Regions from separate parts of the Mus musculus genome. Here all the other regions are linked to region 1. The links are chromatin contacts, called in public ChIA-PET and HiChIP or PLAC-seq maps. All regions are on one chromosome and are shown on one strand. Each heading gives the region's core, a stretch centred on a gene start, on an enhancer-like site or on the middle of the called end of the contact. The rest is flanking DNA. Distances are from core to core; before and after follow the strand shown. Region 1 holds the start of Kctd5 (potassium channel tetramerisation domain containing 5). Region 2 holds the start of Tbl3 (transducin (beta)-like 3). Region 3 holds the start of Zfp598 (zinc finger protein 598).

Region 1 (3,223 bases), core at 371-2,870:
ACTAAAAGTACAGCTGTGAGTGTTCTTGCTCCACACCTCAGGTCTTGGTTCAGGACAGCACAGTGGCTAGGCTTTGTCATTGCCAAGGATGGGTATCCCCACTGATGCTTATGTAAACCTTCTTGTGCGCTGCAGTGCTGCACGGAACTGTAGTGCCCACCCAAATCAGATAGTAGCTTTATCTGTGTTGGGTGGGGCCTGCTGGTTCAATTTGGAAACATGCAGCAGAGATTTTCTGTGTTACTTGACTGTCAGAGCTTAGGGCTGGAGATGTGTAGAAATCAGTTTCCTGCCCTCCTCTGCCTCAAGGCTTCTCCCCATTGTTCTATAGACCTGGGGTGTTCATCTGAGACTTGGGAGGCCACAGCAACTCTGAATATGGTGAAGATACTCCTATACACGTTTCTATTTGTTTTAATGCAAAACCCAACATAAACTGGTGCTGATGCCAGTGGGTGTAGCACCTCGTGGGTAGAAGGTAAGACAAGGGCCCTGACATTGAACAGGGCTGGAACCACTCTCAGAACCTCTGAAGATACCTAGCTTCTGGCCTAACACTTCAGGGTTATAAGTCAGAATGTGGAAAAATGGCCTGCAATGTGAGGGAAGCTGTTTCTGTCAAAAGCACTTTTGCAGCAGTAAGCAAATGAATTAACCAATATGAATACCTGAAAATTCCCTGTAACTCATTTCTTCCATATGAAGAATCCAAACTGAACAAAAGTTTTTACAAATAGCAAAATTTTCCCTCCCCATGTAGTCCACCCTAGTTTAATCATCTGGGTTAATGACTACAAGTAGGTCATTGTGCAGGTTAAAGCCACGACCATAGTGTGATTGGACATGTGCAAATTAAAAACTGTTACAGTATTTAGAGCTGCTGCGGCTGGTCCATTAGCCACGTACAGTAGGATGAATTGCTGTCATTCAGGTTGGTGGCAGTCAGTTAGAACATGTGTAATATTCTCTACCTGTTCTGTAGCTGTAACTGTGATGTACAGGCAAAGGAAAAATTAAAAATACTTATGAAAACAGATAATGCAATGATACTGGGATATACACTTTTGTATTTTTATTCTTATATAAGGTTATTTGCTGGCTATTGTCGGCCTCTAGTTCAGTCTGTGTTATTTAAATTCTAATATATGAATTATTTGGATTGAATTCATGTTTGGGGCCACGTTGTTGTATGTATTGATGTACAGCCTTGAGTGTGAATAATTATTGTAAACTATATTTTACAACTTTTTTCCTGGCTTTATTATATAAATTTTCTATTTGGTCATGGTTTAATCATATAATTTAATGAAACAACTTTTCTTTTTTTTGTTTTTTTCAAATATCTGTGCTTTAGATGTAATTACCGGATGATGGATTTCCCTCGTATGCTCGGTAGTCTTGTAATAAAAGCATGTAGAGTGTACACTTTGTTTGCCATGGAGCCTCTTTGAGTAGGGGCGGAGCTTGAGCCGAGGATGCTCGTGAGAACCCGAGACTTGCTCCGGCCGGAAGTGGTAATCTCCGGCCTGCTTTTCGAGCCGGAACTTCCGCCTTGCACATGAGCCCTGGGCGGGCACTTTATTGGGGCGTACCTATGGGCGGGACAACTCAGGGGGGCTGTATTAAAGAACGGACGCTTCCGGCGAAGGGCCGCTGTGGCGGGGCTTGTTAGGATCATGGCGGAGAATCACTGCGAGCTGCTGCCGCCGGCTCCGAGCGGCCTCGGGGCGGGGCTGGGGGGCGGCCTGTGCCGCCGCTGCAGCGCTGGGATGGGCGCCCTGGCTCAGCGCCCCGGTGGCGTGTCCAAGTGGGTCCGGCTCAACGTCGGCGGCACCTACTTCCTCACCACCCGGCAGACGCTGTGCCGGGACCCGAAGTCTTTCCTGTACCGCTTGTGCCAGGCGGACCCCGACCTAGATTCGGACAAGGTGAGGGCCTCGCGGGTCAGCAGGGGTCTGGCCGCCCTAGTCGCCACTCGCGACACACACCTCTTCACAATGAGGGCGCCCGGCGGAGCGGGCCGGAGGGAGGATGGCACTCTGGTACCCACCTGCCTCGGCCCTTTGGTTTAACAGTGCCTCTTTCTTCTTTCATGCTCTTCGGTCGAGAAGGACCCAAGCTTTGCTGTGGCCCTACTTTCTTCTCCCCAGATTCTTTTGCCCAGGGTGTGTGACCACCACCGCCCAACTATTTGCTGGCTTTGGAACCTGAGAACCCTTTGCATTCATCTGGTCTTTTCACATTCCAGACGTCTAAATTAACGTAGGCCATGGGGGTTGACACAGTGACTACCCTTTTTCCAGTGATTTGCAGAGTTTGTGCTTTATCCTTCTCATTCATAAGGACAGGCACGGCATCTCTTAGAAGGTACCACCTGAGTAGAAATGTTCAAAGGTGTCAGTTTAATTCTAATAAATGAATTATTTGTATTGAATTCATGTTCGGGGCCAGGTGTCAAAAAATCTTAGGGTTGTGAAAGAGACCAGGTAGAGAATCTTTTTCCATCTCCTTTTCAGACTTCATTTCCCCACCGCCTTTGAAAAGGGTAGGGATTTCCAGCTTAGTTTGTGGTTTGTCTATCTTTAATTTAATTAAACGCTAATACTGTTAATACCTGTGGTAATAGAAAGTATTTCAATTATTATCATTACAAAAGTTGTGTGTCGTACTGCATACTGAAAAATTAGTATTGTGCAGGATTGAAACTTAGGAACAAATCGTTCACTCCCCTTTCCCCCTAGGCAGTTTATTAGCCTTGTACTAACTGAGTTTTCTGGTTCAGCCTACATGATGGTGCTTGATTTTGTGCCTTGCCAGCCTGAAAGTGACTACTCAGGAGGTTTTCCAGAAAGATCGAGCCCATTGCACTTTAAACGGCCTAACAGAGCACCTTCTCAGTGAGGGAGGCCTGGCATTATGACCAGGAAATGAACTCTTGAGTTACTGCAAAATAATCAAGAAGTTAGAGTTTGAGATACTACTATGGTAGTTCTTCATATCCTTCCTCCCAGCTGTTACCATTACTGAGTTGACCAAATCTCTTCACTCTTAGAGGATTGCCTTCTAGAAAATGGCAGAAGTCTGACAGATAGAAATAGGCTTTTGTCAGTGCTGTTTCCTTTTTATAGTGAGGGTGTGTACTTTACGATTGGTTTTTCAAACAGTAGGCATTTATAGTCATTCTTGTTTTTCTACCCAAGCATCCCTGTCTTGTGTATTAAGT
Region 2 (3,223 bases), core at 520-3,019, 630 kb before region 1:
ACACACACACACAAACTGGCCTAGAGAGATGTCTGAGATGTCTCACTGAGTAACTGCTGCCAAGCCTGATAATCTGAGTTTAATCCCTGGGATCTACACAGTGGAAGAAAGAAGTTATTTCCAGGTCCTCTGTCTATACATATACTATGTGGAGTGGGCAGATGTGTGGCGCGCGCGCGTGCGCGCACACACACACACACACACACACACACACACACACACACACACACACACTAAATGATAACTTGAGGGTATCAGAGAGGCTGAAACAGAAAGAGCTTGAGCCTGAAGCCAGTCTAGATTATCACACAATTCCAGACCAGCCTAAAACTAACTGAATACATAATCAGACTCTTCCTTAATCATTTTTTTTCCCGAAACAGGGTTTTTCTGTGTAGCCTTGGCTGTGCTGAAACTTATGCTATAGACAAGGCCGACCCTGAATTCAGAGATCCACCTACCTCAGCTTACTGAGTGTAAATTAATTTTCTTTTTAAGATTTATTTATGTAACCAGTGTTCTGCCTGCATGTACGACTGCAGGACAGAAGAGGGCACTAGATCTCATTATGTATGTTTGTGAGTTACCATGTGTTTCCTGGAAATTGAACTCAGGATCTCTGGAGAAGCAGTCAGCACTCTTCACCACTGAGCCCTCTCCAGCCTGCAAGTTAATTTTAAAATTTATTTATAAAGTGCTCTATCTACATATACATCTGCATGCCAGAAAGGGACATTAGATCACATTATAAACAGCTGTCAGTCACCATGTGGTTGCTGGGAATTGAACTCAGGACCTCGGGAAGAGCAGCCAATGCTCTTAACCACTGAGCTATCTCTCCAGCCCTGCAAATTATTATTATTTTTTATTTATTATTTATTATTTTTATTTTTTTGGTTTTTCGAGACAGGGTTTCTCTGTATAGCCCTGGCTGTCCTGGAACTCACTTTGTAGACCAGGCTGGCCTCGAATTCAGAAATCCGCCTCCCTCTGCCTCCCGAGTGCTGGGATTAAAGGCGTGTGCCACCACGCCCGGCTACAAATTAATTTTTAATGAAAAGAAAACAAGCCGGAAGGACACGCCTTTAAATCCAGCAGTCGCGAAGTAGAAGTAAGCAGATCTTCAATAGAACGAGTTCTAGGACAACCAGTGCTTCAGAGAATCTGTATCTCGAAAAACACAAAAGGGAGTGGGGGGAGAGGGAGGGAAGGAGGAAAGGAGAGCGAGACAGACAGACAGTTACACACACACAAACACACATCGGGTTGGGGGCGGGGCACAGAGGCGAAAGTCCTGGACAAGATCTACAGAAGCATGTGATAGGGGAAGCTTTTTTTGTTTTGTTTTGTTTTGTTTTGTTTTTGTTTTTCGAGACAGGGTTTCTCTGTATAGCCCTGGCTGTCCTGGAGCTCACTTTGTAGACCAGGCTGGCCTCGATCTCCCCAGTGCTGAGATTAAAGGCGTGCGCCACCACGCCCGGCGATAGGGGAAGCTTTAAGCACCGCCGAGACACCAATCCGTTGTTGTAAAAGACATCTTGTCTAACAAAACCAAAAGAAAAAAAAAAAAAGGACAGGACAGTTAAGGAAAGGAAAGGAAAAAGGAAAGGAAAGGAAAACAGACCCAAATGAAAACAGTAAATAAGACGTTCTACTGCCAGCTGCCAGCATCCACACTGGATATGCCTTCGGCTCCCACTCCCAGTGGCAGCAGCCGGTCTCCCGGCGCGCATGTTGATGGCGTCAAGGAGTTGCGGCTCCTGACGTCATCACCGCGTGCCTTGAAGTACAGAGTAGCACACTGGCCGGTTCACGCGGGGAGAAAGGCTGCTGAACTTGGAGGCGCTGCCCTGGGACATGGCCGAGACTGCGGCGGGATTGTGCCGCTTCAAAGCCAAGTAAGTCCTCGGAGGAGGCGCGGACCCGAAGGGAAATGGGGAGGAACCGGAAAAGGGAGCCAGGAGTTTAGGAGGGGTGTTCATTGTGATAGCGGGGGCTCTGAGTCCTGAGCTCAGTCAGTTCCCCTGTGAACAGCTGCTGTTTAGTGCTAAGATAGGAAGAGGCTCTGCCTTTATTCATAGTGTGCAGTTTTCAGATAACTAATTTCCATCTGTCACTGAGTGGAATGGATTATGGCAAGGGAGCTCTTGCAAAGAAAAGCCTCGGTGCTGACAGCATCTCTGTTGATGGGTTAACTGGTTGCAGAGTCTCCGACGCTGCTTTTATTTTGATGGGCAGACTTCCACGGACTGGACTTAGGAGGTTGGAGGGCAGAGCATTTGAATTTGGAAAGCCCAGCCCAGCCCAAATAGAGGGCAGAAGCAAATGACCTGTTATAGTGCCTGGGCCAGGAGCAGTGACGCTGTGGTGTTGACTATTAAGAAAGATAGGCAAAGCTGGGCATGGTGGCTCACGCCTTAAATCCCAGCACTCGGGAGGCAGAGGCAGGCGGATTTCTGAGTTCGAGGCCAGCATGGTCTACAAAGTGAGTTCCAGGACAGCCAGGGCTACACAGAGAAACCCTGTCTCAAAAAGCAAACAAACAAAAAAGAAAAGAAAAGAAAGAAAGGAAGGCAGGCAAAAGTCCTTCTGGGCCAGGCAGGGTAATGTCACAAAAGCATGTGAGGTGTGAAAGAAGGGGAAGTTTAGGCACTGCAGAGACACCCCTCAGTTGTTTTAGAAGTCATTAGACAACAGAGATGAAAGCGCTGGTAAGAAACTCACTGAGGAGACTGCAATGGCCACCGCCATTACCTCCCAGAAAATTTCATCGGCTTGGACCAAAGCAGTAGAGGGAGTGGAAAAGAGGGCAGCTTTAGTCAGATCCCAGAAGTCACTGTTAGTCGGGAGAAACCAAATGACACTGAGGCTGGAGGAGTGGGGTGGCATGCTGGGCCTACTGGTCAAGACTTTGAGAGTATGTTACTATTCCTGGCCTCCCACAACTAGTAGAGAGCCCCCAAAAGACCTCAGTGCTGAAGCCTGGGCTGTTGGGCTTCCTTCACCTTGAGTCAGGCCCATCTCTTCAACCTGTCTGATGACCCCATGAGAGCCACTGGGGCATGCATCTCAGCCTCTCCATAATGTGAAACATCCTCCCACGGAGATGCTTGGTTTTCACCCCCGGGTTCCTGCTGCTGCCTGGGCGCTCAGCAAGGGCAAGCATTTGTCTCATCTCTGGGAGAGCACCCAGTGGTCTGGGGGCACTGGGGCAAGGACATTA
Region 3 (3,223 bases), core at 432-2,931, 600 kb before region 1:
ACAGGTATGTGTGCTCAAAACCCGTGTCAGACCTTCCCATCAGCGTGTGCACGACTGGCCAGCAAAGCCCCAGCAAGACCCTGAGTAGGACACCAGCCAAAAGCTTCCAGAGATGTTTCTAAACCCCAGATCTCATCCAGTAGGGTAAGGCTCCTTCCACCACACTATGTCTGGGGTCTTCTAGTCCCTCTTCCCCAGTATGACATAGATGCTTAGGGAATGTTCCAGATTCCAGCTGAGTCTTTTGACATAAATATCAAGAAAGAAAAGCTGGGTGTGCTGGGTATGGTGGAGAATGACCTAGCCCTCAGGAGGTAGAGGCAGGTGGATCTGTGTGACTTCAAGGCCAGTCTGGTCTAGAGAATGAGTTCCAGGACTGCCAGAGCTACAGGCCCTGTCTCAAATACGGGATATGGTGGTGCACTGCCTTTAATCTCAGAAATCAGGAGGCAGATACTGGTTCTACATAACAAGTTCCAGGCCAGCCAGGACTACATAGTGAGACCCTATCTCAACGAGAAAGAAAAAGGTCAGAAAGAAAAGAAAAAAAAAAAAAAAAACTCAAAATTTTGGCATCATTTCTATCTCTGCATCACTTCTAAGAACAGGAAAGGGTGATTCCCTGGCAGAAGCCACTAGCCAAAACCTTCCACGAACCAACCAAGGTAATTTCACAATTCTGGAAGCAAACAGATCTCTACGGGCAGCAAACCAAGGGAGGTTCAGCTGGATACTCCCCATCAAAGGCTGGCATTGCTGGAGTCCTCTGACCCCCTTCGGGATTTCCAAGTCTAGACAGCCAGAAACATCCTCTTCCCACCACTCTGGAAGGAAGCCTCAAAGCTAGAACTAGTAACGAGGAGGAAAACTTCCTAAAATTGTGGACCACCAAGCACCTAGGAATCAGGTCCTGGTATCACCTCCACTCTACAAATGGAAACGCTGTCTCAGGAGCTAAGGATCACCGGTGGGGCCCAGAAGCCCAACTAGTCTGGAAATGTCCAGTTTAACCCTTTTTTTCCAGAGCAGTCAGCTTCCAGAATAGACAGTGTCTGGAGGTTCCCCCTGGCTGTCTGCTCCTCCTCAGTGACGATCCCGAAAAAATTAAGATTCACAGACAGGAGGGCTCTCGACCTGACCTTGCCCTTCCCGCAGCCAGGTCATAGGGAAAAGTCCCCAGGCTTAGAGTTCCCACAGACATCGCTCCTCCTTCCCCAGCCCGGCCGCCTCTGGCTTCTCCCAGCCCCAGGAGGCCCGGTGATCGCATGGCGCCCCGACCGACCACCCGGCCTCCGGAGGGAGCGGGTGAGGCCAGGCCGCGGCCGGACACCGAGCAGGCAAAGCCATCAGGAGTCCGCCCTCCCCGCGCCCCGTCGCGCGCCCCGCTGGCGCACCTGGCGCAGCTCCTCGCGGCACACGGCGCAGTAGCGCTGCTCGCACAGCACCCGCATCTTGGTAGAGCACCGGTAGCACACCGGGTGATCGCAGCGGCCCAGCGCCGTAGCCTCCAGGTCACCGCAGCACAGCACGCAGCTCCCGCCGCCCCGCTCCGGCGCTGCCACCGCCTCCAGAGCCGCGCGCCGCCCCTCGGCGCCCGCCGCCGCCGCCATGGCCGGGCTCCGGCCCCCTCCTGGCCGGCGCGGCACAGCGCGGCCTGGCTCCCGGCGGACCCGCCCCTTCCGTCGACGTCACTGCCCTCAGGCAACCGCCCGCCTGGCGGAAGTGCGCACTGCGACTTCCGCCCGGGCCTGGTGTTGTACAGAGCTGCCATTCGCTCATGACTGCTGCTCAAGCCTTTCCAGTCATTTAAATGCGGAGTCTCTCCGCCTTCGCCGACGCAAGCTCTGGAAACGCCGGAGGAGCTACAGGGTTTCCAGCATCATTTCCGATAAAACACGAACTGTGGTTTGTTTTTCGAGACAGGGTTTCTCTGTGTAGCCCTGGCTGTCCTGGAACTCACTCTGTACACCAGGCTGGCCTCGAACTCAGAAATTCGCCTGCCTCTGCCTCCCAAGTGCTGGGATTAAAGGCATGCGCCACTATGCCCGGCTCGATCAGTCTTAAGCTAAGTATCACACAAACATTACTTGGACGTAGTATGTAGTATGTTTGTATCTTAAATGCAAATTTCACTGGATGTCCTGGGAACATAGCTTAGTGGCAGAGACTTGCCTACCGTGCCTAGGTTCCATTCCCAGCACAAAATACATACATAAGTAATTCAGCTAGTAATGACTGAATCCGACAAATTTTTAGGAACCTTTCTATAGCCCTGCACCTCTCTTGTGTTTGGAACATAAGCCTCTGACATCAGGACATCCAGACATTCTCACCCAATCCCACTAGAGAAGGGACCTCGTGTTTTCTTGGTTGTAAGACAGACACATCCAGCCAGACATAGTATGTAGGAAAGGGAAGCACCCAGAGGTGCTTGAGTGGATAGTAGTGAACCGGAGGCTTCAAGTCTGCAGCTGTTGGGCGGTCTCCGGATTTCTGATGAAGCGAGATGGGTCCAAATCTGAACCCTTTCTAGAAAGAGTCAGTATATTGTGTGTGTGACCCCAGAGTGCCTATGGCTAGCTAGAATCAGAAATGACTTAAACCCCTAATCCTGGTACCTAGACTTACATGCTTCTGAACTAGGTTGCCCCACTGAAGCCTATAACCTCATTTGTAAAACTGGGGTCGCCATACCAACTATGTAAAGCAGACCGGGCTACATTTGCCATCTTCGGACAGATAGGGGGATTTACCTTTCTTAGGCAACTGGGCAGGGCTAAGTATTGTTAAAATGACAGGGTGTGGTCACATACCTTTCATCCTAGCACTCACAGGCATAGACTTTGTAAGTTTTGAAGTCAGCCTGGTCAACATAGTTTCAGGCCAGCCATGGCTACGTAGAAGTGAGACACTGTCTCAAAAAAAAAAAAATCTGTTAAAATGGAGGACTGGAGAGATGGCTCAACAATTAAGAGCACTAGCTTTTCTTGCAGAAGTCCTAGGTTCAATTCCCAGCACCACATGAAGGCTCACAACCAGTTCCAGGAGGTTTAATATCTTCTGGTCTCTGAGGGCACCAGGCACACACGTGGTACACAGGCAGGAAAGCAAAACACGTCCATAGAAAATAAAAATAAATTTTAAAAAATGAAAACATTTCTGTTAAGATGACAATTGAATGTTAATGATAAGCTCGTTAGATGCTGATGGCAAGTACTTTATT

Evidence for each region. ChIA-PET counts read pairs in DNA pulled down with a chosen protein or histone mark. HiChIP or PLAC-seq counts read pairs in DNA pulled down with a chosen protein or histone mark.
Region 2: an RNA polymerase II ChIA-PET map of memory CD8 T cells shows a contact between it and region 1, with 12 read pairs. The contact joins the promoter of Tbl3 here to the promoter of Kctd5 in region 1. A contact is called at or near these places in 1 of 39 promoter capture datasets (pre-B cells) and 1 of 115 datasets of contacts at active chromatin or transcription factors (memory CD8 T cells).
Region 3: an HNF4G HiChIP or PLAC-seq map of pancreatic cancer cells shows a contact between it and region 1. The contact joins the promoter of Zfp598 here to the promoter of Kctd5 in region 1. A contact is called at or near these places in 1 of 39 promoter capture datasets (pre-B cells) and 1 of 115 datasets of contacts at active chromatin or transcription factors (pancreatic cancer cells).

What each region holds. Positions count from the first base shown.
Region 1 is chr17:24,071,882-24,075,104 of GRCm38.p6, reverse strand. It overlaps Kctd5 (potassium channel tetramerisation domain containing 5), which reads left to right and starts at 1,620. Exons shown (of 6, transcript NM_027008.2): 1 at 1,620-1,928. The coding sequence starts at 1,677. It overlaps Pdpk1 (3-phosphoinositide dependent protein kinase 1), which reads left to right. Exons shown (of 14, transcript NM_011062.4): 14 at 1-1,425.
Region 2 is chr17:24,706,199-24,709,421 of GRCm38.p6, reverse strand. Tbl3 (transducin (beta)-like 3) reads left to right here and starts at 1,769. Exons shown (of 22, transcript NM_145396.4): 1 at 1,769-1,898. The coding sequence starts at 1,858.
Region 3 is chr17:24,668,145-24,671,367 of GRCm38.p6, reverse strand. It overlaps Zfp598 (zinc finger protein 598), which reads right to left and starts at 1,681. Exons shown (of 12, transcript NM_183149.2): 1 at 1,395-1,681. The coding sequence starts at 1,610.